2 separate regions of the Mus musculus genome follow, and region 2 is linked to region 1. A link is a contact called in public Hi-C data. All regions are on one chromosome and are shown on one strand. Each heading gives the region's core, a stretch centred on a gene start, on an enhancer-like site or on the middle of the called end of the contact. The rest is flanking DNA. Distances are from core to core; before and after follow the strand shown.

The links. Hi-C and Micro-C count contacts between places; a contact is called where the count stands out from the background.
Region 2: a Hi-C map of bone marrow-derived macrophages shows a contact between it and region 1, with 19 read pairs. The contact joins two enhancer-like sites.

What each region holds. Positions count from the first base shown.
Region 1 is chr16:24,598,070-24,601,281 of GRCm38.p6, forward strand. The region is part of intron 4 of Lpp (LIM domain containing preferred translocation partner in lipoma); the gene reads left to right. Among named protein-coding and RNA genes, the nearest start is that of Gm24440, 190 kb to the left of the region's middle. Within about 2 kb of position 1,877, at least 56 of the 459 cell types and tissues checked have an H3K27ac peak or open chromatin away from gene starts, as enhancers often do. A contact at or near this core is called in bone marrow-derived macrophages, where this site is marked.
Region 2 is chr16:24,971,779-24,974,959 of GRCm38.p6, forward strand. It overlaps Lpp (LIM domain containing preferred translocation partner in lipoma), which reads left to right. Exons shown (of 13, transcript NM_178665.5): 11 at 53-231. Among named protein-coding and RNA genes, the nearest start is that of Gm52245, 32 kb to the left of the region's middle. Within about 2 kb of position 1,388, at least 51 of the 459 cell types and tissues checked have an H3K27ac peak or open chromatin away from gene starts, as enhancers often do. A contact at or near this core is called in bone marrow-derived macrophages, where this site is marked.

The sequences.
Region 1 (3,212 bases), core at 627-3,126:
GTGACACATTTCTATCAAAGGTTTGCTTGGCGTTCATATCATTTCACATACTGAGAAACAGTCTATTTAGATGTTTTAATGAATCAAAACTTATTATTTGAAAGCATAGCTATATGTACAGGGTTAACTCTTCTTGTTCCCTAAAATTCTCTCCTCAGTTTGATTGAAAGTTTCCATGGCCCTTACCATCTCTTTCGTTTCCTGTTACTTGTGCATTTAAGAAAGTTAACATAGATACGTACATTTGTATTTCATTGTTAAAACAAATTTAAAATCACAGAGTTTATCCTAAAATCGAAATTCAGTGATATTAAACTCTAGTAAACTTGAGTGACCAAACTTCAAACACTTAAGATAGTTTGTGCAGAGTGGTGGGAATCAGGGGCACACTGATAGGCTTCGGTGAGCACTGTGGTGTTGACTACATCTGCATTAAACACAGTTGTACAGACAAACATGAGGTGTTTGTCCATCAATAAATAACATTCTCATAATAAAAAATAAGATATTTCTACCCTTTCAAGTTATTACTAAGATGGGCTTTGTTGTCTCATGCTTATTTTTGTTAGGATACAAACAAAAGTATTAAAAAATTAAAAGCAATTAAAACGCACCTCACATGCTAGTAAAATTCCATGGCCTATGTAATGGGTCCAGCCGACTTGTAAACAGATCACTACAGCGTGCCTTTAAGACAAGTTTGAGCATGCTGCTCAGGGAACACGGAGGAATGAGCAGCAATTAGCCTGGAGACCTGAACACTTATTGGTATGTTTAAGAGGAGAGATTCCAGATAAGCACCGAGGAGACACCTGAGCTTTATTAGGGATTATATAGTTTACTTTTCTCATTATCACTTTCTCTTCCCGTTGGAACGGCAAAACCTTTGTGAATTAGGCACACAGCCTCTTAGGTATATTCAGGTTTCCACTTTCAGAAGTAGATTTCCTGAATGCAGACAAACTCAGGTTATTCTCTGTCCCTTATTTCTAGTTATACACATTCACATACATGTACACATACAAGTTGTACACATTCACATACATGTACACATACAAGTCTGTTGTTTGCATCAGAGACTTAGAAGAAGCCGCCCCGGGACCACATTTTTATGTGTGCATAGGGCAGTGCATAGGCGAGCAATGTCGTCCATCATAGAGGATAAAATGCTATGGGAGCGATTCAAAGTAAAAACCATTTGTTATTTTAGAACTGGGGAAACTGCGATGCTGTTTTCTTGCTCTCTGTATCAGGCGGAGCCATTGCTGTTGGATGTGATTTAGTGCAAAATGTCAGGGAGCTCTGTTTTCCCTGTGATCTTTCCCAAGGTTGTTGGGAGAGAAAGACTGTTTACTCCCAGGCCCAAGAGTTGTCTTTTATCTAGTCTGCCTGGTTATCATCCACCAAGCAATTATGTTACTGACTAGCTTAGTGAAACCTACCACTCTGAGTTTTCTTTGCTTGTAGGGCATTTGGGTTTGCTCCCTGCCTCCTAACTGCTCTGCTAAGTTGGGTAAGCACTTTCACCTTCTCTAAATCTGTAGAGGTTTTCTTCATGTTACGTTCCAATTAGAAGAAACACATTAGTTCCTGATGTGTGTAGGGACTCTCAGTGACCTCTTATGTCTCTCTAGCTTATCTTGTCTGCTGTCAACTATCTTTTCTTTCCCTATGACTACTAAGACAACATAAGGGCAGCTAGGCTTGTCCACCCTATCCTAGCTTTCTCGGGAGCCCTGGACCTCATTCTCCTTGGTGTTGTTTCCCCACAGCTCCTTTTTCCGGTGATACTGTGAATTTGAAGGGACTGTGTGTTATGGGGCCTGTCTCTATTCTGTGCCCCCTCTGATGACAGTGACTCACTCACAGTTACTCACTGAGACCACTGAGACCTGATGCTTCTCCTTTTTCGTTACTGCTCGGTTCCTTTAGTGTGTCGTCGTCCCCCCACCCCCCCCTCGCCACAGTGTTGCCAGGGGCAGCAAGCACATTGTTACATTGTTGCTTTCTGTAGGAGTACCTTTGTGCCAGGCAGGTCAAGAGTCTGTCTGGACTCTTTCTCTACCTCTCCTTACTCTTACCTCCTCATCTGGGGTGTGGTGGGGGTGGGGGTACTTAGGAATTCCTAGTAACTAGAACATGGTCTTACCGGAATCCTCAGTTGACTCAGCTATAGTTTTGGGGAATTGTGGGACATGAGAATTGGACAGAATTTTGGAAATAAAGTAATTTTAGTTTACAGATAAGGAGATGTATTGAAGCTGGAAGATGTGCAAGGGCTAATGTCAGAGCGCTCTGTGACGGAGGGAGCGATTGCTGCCGAGTGTGCTGTGTCTACGTCTAGTGCTGTTTCAAGTATTTCCAGTGTCTTTGAGAGAGCCTATATAAAGGGTTGGCATTTCTGTGGAGTTGTTCTCCTTGCTCCCTCTGAGCAATGCCAGCTGTCCATGTAGGGAGAGGGGCTTGAAGCCAGTATTCTTCCAAAGCTGTCTCTCTCTCCAGAGAAAGAAGTTCAGTTGAATACATGACATTTTCAGCCCATGGCAGACCCTGCTTTGCCCTTGCTGCTCTGGGTAGCCTGATGCTTCAGAACATGATTGAGTTCGCTGCTTCCCTAGCAATTGTGTGTAATTTTCAGCCCGCCTCCTTCTTCGGTGCTGCCTGCCCACGCTTCCGTCACATGCTGCAGCGTACCTGCTTTGTAATTACGCTGCTAGGGACTTACCTCCACAGCGTGGAAAAGGTTTGCCTAACGTGCTTATTTACTTGCACACAGTAAGTCTTGATTGATACCTTGGTAATCACTGAGATTAATCTGAGACTTCCTCCCACAATGGGGAGGGTCAGAGAATTAGGAAACAGGTGTCAAGGAAAGGGAGAAAAGAGAGTTGTGCTTCCTCTGATGAGCTGAGAGGAAAATTATAGATGATTTGTGATCTCCAGACCTAACTTTACTTGTTTTTTTAAATAGTTATCTTGTCAGGATTTCTTCAAAATTCATGTAAGCAGATTCACGTATAGAATCCCCTCCCCCATTCAACTGTGGCACAGTCAGACAAGGACATTCGCTCCCTAAGTGTAAAAGTTGCATTGCAGCCTCCTGTCTGAGCTGGAAGCTGGTTCTGAACTATGAAGGTCAAGCAACCTCCAGCCAAATACTGCTCTGTAGTACAGGGTGAACGGCTATACCTGAGACATCTAAGCACATCCTT
Region 2 (3,181 bases), core at 138-2,637, 370 kb after region 1:
GTCCACGCTAAAGCCACGCTGTCCTGCTAACCAGTTTTCTTTCTTTCCTCAGAATACCCTGGAGCAGTGCAGTGTGTGTTCGAAGCCCATCATGGAGCGGATCCTCCGTGCCACCGGGAAGGCCTACCACCCCCACTGCTTCACCTGCGTGATGTGCCACCGTAGCCTGGACGGCATCCCATTTACTGTGGATGCTTGCGGTCTCATTCACTGCATTGAGGACTTCCACAAGTAAGCAACCCCTCTGCCCTCTGACCTGCCGGTCCTCTTGACGTGGGCTCTTGCTGCCCACCACTGGCTGTGCTTCTTTCTGAGCTATGTACTCTGGGGTTTAGGGAGATGTTCCAAGAGTGATCTCTGGCGCATGGATGGATGTAGGAAGTCCCTGTTGTCCTCCCATACTCTCTCTATTCAGAGCTTCTCTACAGTTGATCAAGACATCCCTGTGAAGCTGTAGATATGGAGGAGTTGATTCAGGGAGATGAGAGGTGTGGCCATTGGCACGTTGCACAACTCCCAGCTCTTCAATTTAGTTATTACACCAAAACTTGTCCTAACTGTGACAACCTCTCCAGGTTTGTCACTGTACAGTTAGGAGCTGCTGGTACACAGATACAGAGACCAATTCCATCCCACAGTTCCAGTGTGAGAGGCAGTCGAATGCTATAGTCAACATATCCATGTCCTCCCTCACCCTTCTCCCCAACCAAGGCCTTATGTGCCTCCATGTGTTTCCTGATGACTTCAGTTGTGCCACATTTTGAGAAGGATCCTAAAAGCATATGACGTGTCTTCATGTCTCTGATTTCACAGCCCCTCTCTTCCATCACAACTGCAGGGTTTAGGAAAATGGCAGTTTTGCATTTTTCTTCATGTGCTTGTTAGCTGGCTAACCAGCTCATCCTACCAGTGTGCATGTTTATTATGGTCAATGTGGGAAGCTTCAGGTACGGCCCGTGAGAGGTAGTACAGGCTCCCTTGCTGGGCAGATGCTCTGTGAGTGGTTTGTAAGGCTCCCAAGGTTGAAGCACATTGCTTACCACTTTGGGCTCCGCTCTGAGGCTCAAGACGGGCTGTGGGTTTCTTTCCCCACTGTTGATTGTCAACGTCCAGAAGGTACTTTCCACAAGCAGTGTTGGGACCTGAGACTCATATTTTAAAAATGAATTTCCTGACCACTCTCCTAAGTAGCAGTGAAAGCAAAAACCTCACCAAAAGACGCGAGGTTGAATGAACTAAAAAAAAAAAAAAAAAGCCCAGAAGCAGAAATTTCAACTTGAATTGGACAAGAAAAGGCTCATTTTTAAAGGGCAGTCACAGCATAAATTGTACTTCACATTATTGCTATTTTTAGCTTGTAATTACACATGAAAAAAAAAACCTGCATCTATTTAAGGGAAGTGAAAAGAAGCCAGCTCGGAGTGTTTTTCTGTCACTGTTCTCTCCTCTCTGAGACTCCGCTGATCCAAGAAAGACAGATAGCTGTAAGCAGAGCACACATGTTTGTGTTGCTGGAAGAGCCTGAGATGTTACACCCCTCAATTAAAAGGGGAAATCAGTTCTGACAAATGTAAATTTATATCGCTGCCATTTTTCTTTCTTTCTAGTGGTGGGGAGCATAATTAGAGACTTGTAACCAGTGACATAAGCGTGTGGGTCTGAACACACACTCCTGCACAGCAGACCGGAGTGACTGAAGGGGGAAAGAAGGCTACACATCTCAAGCCCCACTCCTCCCCTTTCAGTGCACATGAAAAACAAGGGTTTTTTGTTTTTGTTTTTGTTTTTTAAATAATGTCTGCACAATTGGAAGTTATGGAGGCAGGTGGATACTGCCCTTCTATGGAAGAGAAAAAAAAAAAAACATTCCAGAATGCTTGTTGCTTAGCTTTGAAAGTACTAGAACACAGAGTGGGTAGTCTTTAATCATAGGGTGCTAGCCTTCCATCATGAGGTGATAGCCTCCCATCATGAGGTGGCAGCTTTCCGCTATGGGGTGCTAGCCCCATCAAGGAAACCATGGGGTGCTAGCCATCCAGCATAGGGTGCTAGCCTACCACCATAGGGTGCTAGCCTTCCATCATGAGGTGCTAGCTGTCTACCATGGGAGAGTTACTTCATGGTCAGGGAGACCAACACAGGGGCAGAGCCTGCTTCTCTACTTTGGAAAGCTTCATTTTGGTTGTCCTGAGTGGGTTTCTCCTGTGAGCTTTCAGGATACACATTTCAGCTTGGTTCTGCTGGCATTTCCCTCTACATGCCAGTAGTAGCTGTGTTGAGTGCTGAAGGAGAAGCAGGACAGAGAGAGCTGGGTAAAGGTCCATGTCAGTGCTGGGCCTGTGGGAGGAGGCAGGGTGTGTGGGTATAACCAGGATACAGGGCAGAAGGAGCAGCACCCAGAGGAGAGCTGCTCTATCCTCCTCAGAATTGATCATTTGGCTCAGGGATCCGGGCAGGCCTCATGCAAGCAGGAGTAGAAGTATACTATGTAAGAAACAAGGGGGTTCTTGATAGAGGAGATAAAGGTTGCCTATGGAAAAGCCTCTCAAATGTCATCTCAGAGCTTCACACTTGAAGGACAGAATTGTGAGGTTTGCCTAATGAGCCATTTGGTTAAGGTTGGCTCATGTCTATAGCCAGGGAATTGAACTCTTTCACAGACCTGATCACCAGTAGCTACTAAGAACTCTGTAGTTAATGTGATTAACTTAGGTCCTGTACACAGTATGTGGAGGTGGCCAGTGGGTACACACACACACACACACACACACACACACACACCATACACACATACATACATACACAGTCTCCTCATTTTACCTATATAACTGTATTCAAAGCTGAACTTACTATCTATTTTTAAAAGATTTGTTTGATCTTACCCCTTCTTATTCCCAGGGATCATGCCACTTCTATATTTGAGTAATTTTGTAAGCCTATATAGTGTTGTTGGACTTGTAATAACCTATACATATGAATAGTTTCACAGTAACCAATTTACTTTTTCTTTTTTTTTTTTTTTTTTTTTTTTTGCAACAAGATAGACTACATATAAAAAGTTTAGGACAAATACAGAAGCGTGGAGAATTCCCAATGCAGCCTGTGCTGGAATACTGTGGAATCTATGTTTCTAGTGCAAGAGCACTGGTGATGCCCGGGAAAGTCAGCTTAAACTGTTGGT